Regions from separate parts of the Anas platyrhynchos genome. Here region 1 is linked to region 2. A link is a contact called in public Hi-C data. All regions are on one chromosome and are shown on one strand. The core of a region is the stretch at or near the end of the contact, and the rest is flanking DNA. Distances in the headings are between cores, read along the strand shown.

Region 1 (6,437 bases), core at 1,385-3,884, 220 kb after region 2:
GCTTCCATTGAAACAAACCCAGCTACAGTTGTAAGGGAATCTCTCCCCTTTCATTCAGAGCAACAATGGAAAGTTACGTTAACCTATTGATTATTGGTTGGAAGCCTCTATGTAAGTCCAAACAGATGATGATGTGATGATAGGAACTATCAGAGAGGCATATGACTTGACTAGGAATGATTTGAATGAGTTCAAAATAGTTTAGAATTAATATAGACATTCTTGCTTACTGTTTATTTGATGAGGTTTACTTCATTTTAAGCGAAGTAGCTAACTTTAAAAAGATTTTCTGCTGAATAGTATAATTCAGTTTAGCCAATTAAATTTTATTTTTATGCTTTTTGCCAGTGTGGATTAATTCTCAGAGTGATATGAGTGAGTCCAGGAGACTCGATCTGTGTTTGTGCAAGTGCAAATGAGGAGAGACTTGGGCTAAATGCTGAGGCTTTCTGGGGAAGTTGAGTGATATCATAGGTATCATTTCCTGACAAGAACTAGAGAAGAAACCGCCAGTGCCAAGTTTTATGAAAAGACAGGCAGGGTTCTTACAGGGAGCATCTCAGTAAGGAGCACATCATCATTTTGACCAAGGAGAGGGCTTGGTTGGTGTGGTTGCTTCCAGCAAAAGCTGCTGCCAGTTTGAACAAACTTTTCTTGCAGCCAATCTGCTCGTAGCTGTAGCTTCTCTTTCCAAAACTCAGATACCATTGACATCTAGTGGTGAAATCCTGTGCCTGGAGAGACAGTTTATTGCATCAAAACTGCCTGTGTGATCTCGAGGGACTGAAGGCCATAGTGCAGCTGTGAAAGGCTCCTGTCATCTGTGTGGTCCGCTGACCCCCGTTTATTAGATCTGTTGACTCAGATTCCCATTTAAGTGGATTGATGTGATTATCTGTTCAGCCTTTTTGTGCACGTTTCCCCCTGGATTTAGTTTCCAGCTTTTATGATGAGAGGGCACATTCACTTAGGACAGATGCTAATGGGAATAAAGACCTTCACCTCCTCATCTGCCAGTAGCCCCCCGAGTCAGCATCTCATCCAAAGCTGCTGGCTGCAACGTGAGCATTTGGCCTGGGCTAGCTTCTCTAAACATGCCACAGAGTTGTCTGTATGTATTTGACAGAAGCAAGCAAATTCGCTGCCTGCTGGGTTAATAACACAATGCTGAGCTTGGTGTTTCATCCAAGTAGCAGTTCTGTGAGCCCAAGGAGTGCTTTTGTTGATGGTGGTGGTTGTTTTTTGTTTGTATATGTTTTGGTTTTGAGGAAGGTGCTGTTGTACATGTGCTCTGTTGGTGTTTGTTTGCAGCTATGTTCACCTGACCTTTGAAAAGCAGGAGGTTAAGCTGTTTTGTATAGCATTGCTGGGCTTTGATCCCAAATACAATGTGCTGCAAATGTACTGCACTGTGAAAGGAAAACAGGTTGCTCCTGGTTTCAGGTCTCTCAGGTGTATCTGTCAGGAGGCCAGGAGGTACAGCCCTGCTGGATTGTCCCCTGGAGCAGACATGGGGCAGTGCTGCACCTGGGGTAGGTGCTTTGGGGATGGTCTGCAATCTCTCTGCCATCATGGGTCATGTCCTCTTCACCCTGGGCACAGCACCCCAAATTCCCCATTTCTGCAGTGCCCCCATGTGCACAGCTGGGTCAGTGACTGAGCACACTGGGGCCAGCCAGCTGGAGCTAGCATATGGTGTCACAGGGAAGCTGCAAACGCATAAAACAATGGAGCATTTGGGAGTCAGTCATGTTACAAGTCACTGGTTGGAAGTCAGTGACTACTAAAAGGAGTAAAATTCAGAAAGGCTGAACATCGCTGCTGCTGGTCAGTGACAGCTGCAGGTTTTAGGGACTCTGGGAAAATCTGAATTTTCCCAAAAATAATAACTAGATTTTGATGTGATTTAGGGACTGGGAGAGCTGCAGTTTTATCATACGTGTATCATTTATAGTTATGAAGAAGCACAATGCCACTGCTTTTGAGCCTGCAGGCTAAGCCAAATCATGAACCTGGGAGATGTGCTATCCTCTTCCTCTATGTAATAACCCTCTTATTAAAAAAACACACACAACTTGTTAACTCTATCCTACCACTAAATCCTGCAGCTCATTATGGGATCTCTCCAGAGTGTATTTGTATTTGCTGTGCTGTTGTGACTGTGGTCACAGAGATTGTCACTGCTTAGCCTGGGGCGGTGACAAGGGCTGTTAACACCTGCTTTTTCCTGGGCTCAGGTGCTTGTGAACAGCAGATAAAAGAAATGTCAATAAATCTTATTCACTTAGTGGCATTTAGAGGGATCTGAAAGCACACAAAGATTAAGTCCCCCAGACACCATTGGCAGAGAGAAGTTACTGTACCTGTTTCATACATGCAGCAACTTAAGAGAGCAGCAAAGAGGCTTGGCCACGGTCACTCGCAAATCGTGATCTAGGTTTAGGTTGGAAAGGACCCTTATGGTCATCACATACAACCATCAACCTAACACTTCCAAGTCCACCATTAAACCACGTTCCTAAGTACCACATCCACACACATCTCAAACACCTCCAGGGATGGCATAGATCTTCCCGTTGGGACTGGAAACTCAACCACAGGGTTGAGCAAGCTTGCCACATCTGCTGCTTCTCCTAAACCAACTTCCTCTTCCCTTTGGCTGGCTGATGGTTGCCCAAGTAATGTACTCTGTGACGAGCCTAAGGACACAAGTCACTTTGAGTGTAGGAAAGCTGATGTGCATAGAGTCAGATACCACAGACAACAACCACAGACCTGAGGGGACATTTTAGAAGCTGGAGAAAGGTGGAGCACCTTTCTCAGGCTCCTCAGAGCAACCCCTTTAGGTAGAAAAGGAGCCCCTCTTCCTGGGGGCTGTTTCTGGTGTTTCCCCTTGCTTGCTACAGTCATGGCTCCAATCTTCACCCTAACATCTTTCTCAGCAGGCTGCTACTAGCAGTAGTTTGCTCCCTGGGCCTCCCAGTCTGCCAAAACAGCAACCAGATCTTACTGGCTTGGGTTTCACTACTATATAGTTTAATGGTTTTATTTTTTTCTGTGAATATCTTTGTTAAGAGAGGTTGAAGAGGGGGCTACTTTTGTATTCCTTACATTGCAATATCTCAGGCTGAATGCCAGCAAGAGCATACTGTGACCAAAAAGCAGATAATTGGCTCTAGGAAAATCCTGTCCTGTCTTGTGCAGAGGATTGCACTATCAGGTGATTGGCAAAAGAAGGAACTATGAAACTAAATTCTGCTTGAGTTTTGTTCTGCTTTATGTCAGCAATCACGTTTGTAGTAACCTGTGCTTGTGGGAGCACGAATTTACTGATGATACAATTGAGAGAGAAGAGGAAGCATTTTTAACCTAGTTTCTAAAAAAGAAAATGTCTCATTTGCTTGCTCTGTCTTATCCTTTGTTAACTTTCTAGTACTTGAAATTCATTCATCCAAGTCTGAAAGTGTAATGAAGGCTTCAGAAATAATTATGTGCCTGAGGGGAACGTGGAGGGCAGCTGGGAGAGATGTGAGGGAGTCAGGCAGGAGGGTGCAGCACCGCTCCCCAGCCCCTTGGCTCTGCGGCAGGCAGAAAGCCAGCTCGTGCCCAATGCTACATTAGCTCATGCCCAGTGGCAATTTTGCAGGTCATAGGAATCAGCGTGTGAGCATGTTCAAGCAAGGTAACAATAGCACACCTTGCTTTTCTTCCTGAAAGTTTAATGGCTGGTAGAGCTGGCAACGCATTGATCCAGGGTCATGAGCCAGTTCCTGCTTTTACCTAATGTTATTGCTGATGTCCTAATGTTAGTGCTGCCCTGTTCTGAGCTGACTACTACCAGTAAAACAGCAGGGCCATTCAATATTTGTAATTGGGGTGTGTATGTCTTTTTTTGCTTGCTTTCTTGCTTTTTATGTCTTCGGCTGCTGTATGGAGAAGTGGAACAGGGAACAGAAATTGAGCATCAGGGGAACAGAAATTGAACATCTGTCCTATTTCTATCCTGGATATTTCACAGTGCAAAGACCGGTGCTTGGCTATCTTGCAGCATCTTTTCTGAAGGTGCATAAATGGTTTAGGGCTGCCAAAATGAAAGATCCATGGAAGTCTTAAATCTTGTCTGGCCCAGCAAGACGATACAATCTGAATATAACAGAATGGCACCAGTGAATATAACAGAATGGCAGAACAGCGATTACACAAAGCAGATAGCAGTGCGGGTATGTTTTACTGCAACAAGATTTTGAACTGGCTTTTAATCAATAAAAAGACATTTCTAGTTGGAGCAGGTTGGATGGGAATCAGATCAAGTTTCCTGCCTTGTTTTCAAGTAGTAACAGGGAATTAAGCTTAAGTAATGTGAACTGATATTTGGATAGGGTTATTTGATATATATTTATTTATTACTTTCTCACTCTGTTGTGTAAAAATGAAACAAAAACGGGGAAAAAAACTATTTTCAGATAGCACTCAGTGCTGCCGAGTGGAAGAGGAATATCGCAGCGCCATCTAGGGGCTTCTGCGCTCAGGAGGGGACTTCTGCAGGTGGAGCTGCCACTAATTGGAAGCTGACAGTGTGTTTTAGCTGTTCTCACCTTGCCAAAAGTAGTCCCAACAACGGATAATAGTTTATTACTGAGCCCCCTCTCATAAGGGAGAGGACCATAAAATATTTCACAGATGTGCTGTTAAGGGCATATACCTGCCATCCCTGAGAGATCTTGTGTAAGCTCACACCTGAAAAACATACAGATAAGTATTTACTATTTCCTCAATTTGTGTGCAAACAAGCAAAGAGTAACCTTAGTTGTGGCAGGCAACTTGATCAGACTTTGCTCTTCTACTCAGTAGCAGGGTTTAGGTACTGACTGACACATTTCTCTCCAGGAAAAGTAGTCCTCACCTCATTCTGCGCTTGTTTCTAGGGCCTGGTTTTTCAGTTGTTTTGCTAAGTAAAAGAATCATTTATGGGCTTTGATGAGCACATGGAGAGTCAAAAATCATTTACGGGTGAGGTGAGTGTCAATGGCAGAATTTGACTTGGCGAAGTGGCATCATCACACTCAGTTCTTCTGAAGCAAAAGCATTGGAACAAAGGCATCACATCAGCTGTAACTACAGCAGCACTGGTGGCAGGGATGACTCTGGATCATGCTGATAAAGCAGGAGTGGATAAAAACACAGTTAAACTCAGGCTTTTGGCATCCTAGGCCCTTCCTCTGCAGTTGCAGAAGCTAATTTATGCTCTCATTATTTTTATACATAATTGATTTTCCCCCTCTAGTTCTTCAGAGAGGAATGGTGTTTGGGGTATTTTTGATAACTGGTCTTTTGATAACTTGTCTCTGATCATGACATGTGCACTGGGAATACCGAGGCTCCTGAAAACAAATGGGGAACATCTCTAGCAGCCCTCGGGAACCTGCTGGCTACCCCTATTCAAAGTGCTCCTCAATACAGGTGTGCCAGACAAGGTAGATAACACGGTATAATGAGTTTCACAATGGCTTCAATGCACTTTTTATGGTTCAAGCAGAATTCCCATTATTACCAGAAATTTAAGGCAACATTTTTGCGAAGTTACACACCCTTGATTAATCTTTAAAAATGAATTGGAGAAGTAGCCTTCAGTGTCTATTCTGTGAAGGTCAAACTCTTTGAGAGGAAACTTGTCTTGCATTTAATATGGGATAGACTGTAGTTGAATGAGAAGGAAAAAAAGAAAGGTTCATTTTCTGAAGTGACTTGCTGTGTGTGCTACAGAACAGTCAGAAGGAGTTTGTCAAACAGAGCAGCGCAACAATGACACCTTCTGTAAAACACTAGAAATGTCATGTCTTGCCATTCAGCTTCTGCCTTGGAAATTTCTAACCTAGATGTTGGCAGACAGCTGCTGCTGTGGCTTCTGAAGCAGACATCGCTACAGAGAAGTGGCTTCTCCCTGCTGGGCTGCACAAATGCAAATGTGTCCAGGTTGACAAGCCATAAGCTGAGGCTTGGTGGAAAAGGGAAATCAAAAAAAGATTAGAAATATTAGAACCCTTTCAGCATTCTTATTCCACTTTTTATTTATTTTATTTTTTATTTTTTTCTATTCCAAAACATGTTTAAACAAATGAGTGGGAAGCTGAACTCCTTACCTGAAGGGTTTCCAGTTCACAGTGTTCATGAGTGCCCCAACCCCATGTTAGAGGCACTTGCAGACATTCCCTTAAAAATAATCCACTGCATCGTATTTCCCAAATTAATTCGTTAAAAGGACAGAGCACAAGAGGGAGCCAGACTCTGCATCCTGATAAGCTCTTGGCTGTGTGCTGGGCAGGGACAGGGGAAGCCTGGGCTTTGGTCCTGTGCTCAGAGCCCTTTCTGTATCTGTTCAGTGCCTTCAGCCTAAGGTGCACAAAGTCCCGTGGACACAAGGTGCAGCCTCCGGGTGG
Region 2 (6,725 bases), core at 667-3,166:
TGGGAATTTATATCTGGTCTTCGAACTACCAGTACTTTGCATTCATGGACAAAATAAATGGATATGAAATGCACCAAAAAAAATAAACTGCTATACAGAAAGACTGAAACCAGTCTACTGAAACCAGTATCCATCTTTACACATTGCCTCCACATGTTTAGTTTATACCTCTAGTACAGAGGTGGGCAAATTGTCTTTGCAAGCAGTTTTGTTTCAGTTTCCAACAGAAAAGTATGGGAACCCATGGGAGATGGTGGCAATTTTGGGAGTCACAGGAAGGCTATAGAAGGCTGCAGTAGACAAAGGGCATTAGAGCTCCAGTTTGGGGTAATGGTAAAACACCTGTAAGGTTGTGAGATTCCTAGCTGTACCAGAGTTGTACCTACAAGCACTAGGTAGCCTGTTAGGACCATCTGGAATACAAGGAGTACGAAATGATCTCTGATATAATGCGAAAACAACTATCCTCAAATGAATTACTTGGACTGAAAAATTACTTATGTTTTTGGCAGTGGAAAACTGTTTGGAGAAAAACTCTCCCTCTCTCCCCTCCCCCCAAAAGTTTTATCAGGCTTTCAGAGTATTTTTCATTTCTTAGGAATGGCGTGGGTTTTTTGGATCAATGTAGAATTTTAAAAATAGCAACATGAACTCCTACCACTTTTAAAAAGCTAATCAGTAGTTTTTATGCCAGGATAAATTCTTCTTCTCTAACTTATATGAGGTCCTCTTTGGCTGCTGAGATAACTGCCTAGGAAGTCCTAAGAATAAAGAAAACGTCCTGTCGTATTTAAATAGCAGAACTCTTTGTAGGCCAAAAATTGGTAAAAACATTTTTCTTACTTTAAGATATTTATGTTATTTTTACTCTTTTACCCTGTATAATATTACTTCAAAAGAGGTTTATTTTATTTTATTTTATTTTATTTTATTTTATTTTATTTTATTTTATTTTATTTTATTTTATTTTATTATTATTATTTTAGAAAGAGTCTTATATAGATATTATTTAAAAATCTGTGAATTCACTGGCTGCTGCAAGATACATATCTCACACTTACTCAGTCTTCAGCAAAGCCCTGCATATACATTCGTGCTTTGTAGTCCACCATTAGGTTCCAAGTTTAATAGACCTCTTATTACTCTTTCTGTTGCAACTCCCACAAAAATCTTATGATGTCTCTAGAATAAGATTCCCCAACTGATATATCATATTTTAAAGGTGAGATACTGTATATGGGAAATGCAGTCTCCAGCTTATGTTTCAAAAACGGTTTGATGTCCTTCTTAAGTTTTGTATCTCAAAAGCTAGTTTAGACTGATCTTGGGTCTAATCCCTAAAATCTTACTAGCTGTGCCCTGACATAATTAAGGATATGATTTAGGAAGCATCAGAAAGCTGCTTCTTAATTTTAATTTATGCAACCACTGCTGCAAACTAAACTGGAAATGCACAGTGCTATGAGGATAACTTTGGATGCAGTCCTATTTAGAGGTCAAAAAGAGTCCAGAGCAGAGGAGAAGGGGAAAATTCAGCCATTATTTGAGCCAGTGTATTAACTGGTTAGTCTAGAAAGTTATACAGAGATCGGTTTTAAGATAGACATGGCAGCTGTGAACTGGATGTTTGTTACCTATGTTCTTACTCTAGGGTGTGCGTTATTGGTCTTGTTCATCAGCTTGGAAAGTTAATAACTTGCGTAATCCATGCAATTTGTTCTTTTTAAATTCCCTCCCTTCAAGTCCTGATGATAGTGTGTTCCAGTAAATCAACAGCAAAGAATTTTTTTCCTTCCTGGTATTTGTCTGAAACTTCAAATTGTTGTTTTATCCCTTACAAATTGAGAGCGACCAATAAGAGTTGGACACATCTCTCATTTCAAAGTTGGCAGGCAACTCTGAAATCCCACACACGTACCTCTGCCAAGTGGAAAGGGAAAGCAAAATGAGGGAAGGAGAGCCACCGCTGTACTGTACAGTCGGCTGACGGGAGGTGCGTCAGCAGAATGACTCTGGCTTGACACAGTCAAATAGGAGATCGTGAGGGGCCACCTACAAATAATTAGTTTTATTTCTCCTCAGGGTTTTATTCATTGCTGGAAATGAAACATAAAACGGATGAAATAGATTAGGAATGAAGTCTAAGAGGACAATGTTCGAAAGTGTGGTTTTACTGTAACTACCTTCACTGGAAAAGAGGTCCCTAATGGTTGGTTTGCTTCTGTAAATTGGTCTCACTCCTTTTAAAAGCAATGATACAATGTTAGAAACTCTCATTTTTTTCCTTTCTTTCTTGTTTTGGGCTTCAAACTTCACCTTCCATGAAGTACTTTATAATCATTTACATGCTAATTATGCACTGCATATTAACGATGTAGCAGGTGTAGGGCATAAAATGAAGATATTCAAAATTAGCCCCTCCCAATCAAACCCTAAACCTAATTTTGAGAGAGATATTTAGCTCAAAGTGAAAAATAAATAAAATAATTTAGTTTGAACAACATGTAGAGACACATTAATTCCTGGAATTGATCAAAGACACTTTTTCTTTGCACTGGAAGACACCACCAGTAGGGAGGGATTCAGACATGGTCCTTTTGTTGCCTACCATGCTACAGACAGGGAGCCACTGGCCATGTTTTGATGGCCATAAGAAACTCCTGTAGGCCACTGTTAAACATCTGCCTTTAAAAGCTGAAACACCAGTAGTGTTCTTCATTTTCTAGATACCTAAGGCCAAAGTTATTGCAGCATCCATCATCTTAGCAAGGAATTTGTGATATCTAAAGGAATGGAAATAACATTAGAAATGAGGAAGACCTGAGTCCCCTGACATCAGTTAATTTCTGAATTGATGAAGCTATCTAGCTGAAGCTTAGTGTATGAAACTATCTTGAAATTATTTTGAAAAAAATATTTCACAGATGAAACAACTTCTGTGAATTAAACAGTTTTATGGAAAATGTCGCTATCTTTTTATCTGGTCTGTGGTTAGCCTCAGGAAAATCTCTCTGTCTTCCCATGGTAGTAATATTAATGTCATCCTTTCCCTCAGGTAAGTTCATATTTCTGATATGTTAGATGTCTGAGGTAGAAATCCTGTTGAGGTTAACACCTCTGTACCGTTCCTGGGGCAGAAAGTTTCAGGAAAGACCCAGAAGGTGATGGGTGAAGGAGGGATCATCTGTTGAACAAAATGTGAAAATGCTGAGTGACTCTCTCCTCCCCTGAGCAGAACTCATCCTGGACACCCCATGAGGTGAGAATCTCTTGAAGAAATAGTTCATATACCTGGAAGTAAAGACAATCTTGAAGTGTCTGTATCCAGAAGGAAACAGTGTGATCCTGGCCTGTTCATGTGCTTCATTGTAAGCAATTTCCTCCTAACCCACTTATTTTTAAGTGATATGTAATATTAATCAGGGAGAATAGCCACAGACTTGAAGTGAATGAACCATTATAACACCCCTATAAAATACTTTCTAAAGGGTACATATGCATGTAATTTAACTTGAAGAATCAAAGTCCTTTTACAAGTAAAGAAAGTGTTTAAAAACAGCTGATCCCTTCCCTTCCCTTCCCTTCCCTTCCCTTCCCTTCCCTTCCCTTCCCTTCCCTTCCCTTCCCTTCCCTTCCCTTCCCTTCCCTTCCCTTCCCTTCCCTTCCCTTCCCTTCCCTTCCCTTCCCTTCCCTTCCCTTCCCTTCCCTTCCCTTCCCTTCCCTTCCCTTCCCTTCCCTTCCCTTCCCTTCCCTTCCCTTCCCTTCCCTTCCCTTCCCTTCCCTTCCCTTCCCTTCCCTTCCCTTCCCTTCCCTTCCCTTCCCTTCCCTTCCCCCCCCCAAAAAAATGATATTTATGTTCAAACACTTCAATTTTAATCTAACTTCTTACCTTAACTCTATGAAGCAGGTTGGCCAGGATTTTTCACATTTCATGGAGAATCTATCAGATATCCCTGAGATCTGGCTTTGCATGCTCTCACACCTCAGTTGAAGGGACAGAAATGCTGATTCATTGACCAAGATCACAGAATCACAGAATCATCTAGGTTGGAAGAGACCTCCAAGATCACCCAGTCCAACCTCTGACCTAACACTAACAAGTCCTCCACTAGACCATATCCCTAAGCTCTACATCTAAACATCTTTTAAATACCTTCAGGGATGGTGATTCAACCACTTCCCTGGACAGCCCATTCCAATGCCTAACAACCCTTTCGGTAAAGAAGTTTTCCTGACATCCAATCTAAACCTCCCCTGGAGCAACTTTAGCCCATTCCCCCTCATCCTGTCACCAGGCACGTGGGAGAACAGGCCAACCCCCACCTCACTACAGCCTCCTTTAAGGTACCTGTAGACAGCGATAAGGTCGCCCCTGAGCCTCCTCTTCTCCAGGCTGAACAAACCCAGCTCGCTCAGCCACTCCTCATAAGACTTGTTCTCCAGACCACACCAGCTTTGTTGTCCTCCTCTGGACATGCTCGAGCACCTCCATGTCCTTCTTGTAGTGAGGGGCCCAAAACTGAACACAGTACTTGAGGTGTGGCCTCACCAGAGCCGAATACAGGGGGACAATCACTTCCCTAGACCTGCTGGCCACACTGCTTCTTATAAAAGCCAGGATGCTGTTGGCCTTCTTGGCCACCTGAGCACACTGCTGGCTCATATTCAGCCGACTATCAACCAATACTCCCGGGTTCTTCTCTGCCAGGCAGCTTTCCAACCACTCATCTCCCAGCCTGTAGCTCTTGTTGGGGTTGTTGTGCCCCTGGTGCAGGACCCAGCACTTGGCCTTGTTGAACTTCATACAGTTGGCCTCAGCCCATCAGTTCAGACTATCTAGATCCTCCTGCAGAGCCTTCCTACCCTCGAGCAGATCGACACACGCACCTAACTTGGTGTTGTCTGCAATCTTACTGAGGATGCACTTGATCCCCTCATCCAGATCATTGATAAAGATATTTAAGAGAACAGGTGATATTAAAGAGAACGGAAGATATTAAAAAGAACTGAAGATCTTTCTGTGCTACTTCTAGACCAAAAGTTATCTAGCTAGTGAAGCTGAAAAGTTGGTAAAATGAAAATTGCAAAATGAGAAACAAACTATCTCGAAGAGTCTTAGTTGCTCAACTTTCCCTTGCAGTTCACTTGCTGTTGCTTTCAACTTTGCAGTGTCGGAACTTAGTTCCCTATATTAGTTCTTATCATAGTGGATTTTCCTAGAGCAAACAGGTCCTAAAATTCTACTCTAGGCACTCCCTTCCTTCCAAAATAAAACTAAAATTTTGGATTGAAAATTGTTAAGAAATGAATATGTATACCAATTTTGTCACAGTAAGTCAGATATAACTGAAAAATCTCCTCAGCAAAACAAAATTATTTTACAGGCTCTCTCCATGATTTTTAGTCCATTTTTGTTATTAAAGACAATCCAGCAAAAACATTGAACTGTTAGCATTTTCTTTAAAAGAGAAACTACTGTACTTCACTAATGGGGTGAAGGCAGATCTCATACCCTTTACATGGGTGACACAAGGGTAGTCTGTCAAGTGGCAAGGGAATAGGGGCACCCACAGCGGGTTTACAGGCTGGTTAAATCTGCTCACACTAAAGCTGAGTGTCATGGCAAAATGAGACAAAGTAAACAGTGTAACACTTATTATTTCTGCTGCTCTTCCTTTAAACTTAAACATATGACATCAAAGTAAGGGGAAGTAGGAAGTCCCACATTAGTCAACAAAAGCTTTATCCTCTTGCAATACAAAAGCTGCGAACTTCCTTTGACCACAATGTAATTTGCTGAATGCTTGTGCTCTTACCACATACAAATGAATGGTATTGCAAAAGGTAGGACAGAAATTCTGAAAGATGGATATCCTGTTTTACTTGGGGCAAGAAAAAACATGCTCATATAAGAAAATGAAAGCAAGCTATGTGGTAATGAACTCAGCCATTAGTTCAATAGAGCAATAGCAAATTAAAACCACAAGTCAGTCAAAAAAAGTTCTCTGCATGTTGTTGTGTTTTTTTTTTTGTTTGTTTTTTCTTGTTGTTATTGTTAAGATGTCTTATTGTAAATGTTTTCTTTCTTTCCCTCTTTTTATTTGTTTATTTTTTTAATGCATAGTATCTTGTTGCATTATTTTTCTTTAACAGAGTCCTACTGGATATTTAATGGATGTTTTCATAGCCCTTTCTGTTATAACCCCAAGATCTCATTCCTGAGCAATAATGTTTAGTTCAAAGCTCATCATTCTGTTTGTGAATTTAGGATTTTTATTCAAACAAATTTATCGACAAGCAATTTAATCTCCCAGCAACTCAGGACTGTTTCTGTAGTTTTTCATAACTAACCTACCTCTTTATTACTCTTAAAAAGTGTACATAAAATATATAGAAATGCTCTACTAAGTCAGAGAAATGGTCTGCCTAGTTCAGTGTTCTGTCTCTAACAAGGAATCTAGGTGATGACATGACATTGGCTTGTCAGTTCCCTTGTTGATTTAGAAATATATTGTCCCTGAGTTTGCCTGACCCTTTTCTGCACCTGCTGATACTCTCTGCCCCAGCAATTTTTCATGCCAACAATTTCCAGAGTGTCACTACTTTCAGCACAAAGAGTTAGAATAGTTTCATCAGCAAATATTGCTACTGAAGTATATGACCTTTTCCCCTAATGTTGGAATATATGACAAAGCGAAGGCTCTGTCATATATTCCCACTCATCC

What was found. Hi-C and Micro-C count contacts between places; a contact is called where the count stands out from the background.
Region 1: a Hi-C map of skeletal muscle shows a contact between it and region 2, with 2.7 times the contacts expected there. The contact joins two enhancer-like sites. A contact is called at or near these places in 4 of 8 Hi-C or Micro-C datasets (F1 follicle, F5 follicle, skeletal muscle and 1 more).

What each region holds. Positions count from the first base shown.
Region 1 is chr2:126,509,422-126,515,858 of IASCAAS_PekinDuck_T2T, forward strand. No RefSeq gene overlaps it. Among named protein-coding and RNA genes, the nearest start is that of CDCA7L, 47 kb to the right of the region's middle. Within about 2 kb of position 2,635, at least 1 of the 8 cell types and tissues checked has an H3K27ac peak or open chromatin away from gene starts, as enhancers often do.
Region 2 is chr2:126,288,260-126,294,984 of IASCAAS_PekinDuck_T2T, forward strand. No RefSeq gene overlaps it. Among named protein-coding and RNA genes, the nearest start is that of IL6, 30 kb to the left of the region's middle. Within about 2 kb of position 1,917, at least 1 of the 8 cell types and tissues checked has an H3K27ac peak or open chromatin away from gene starts, as enhancers often do.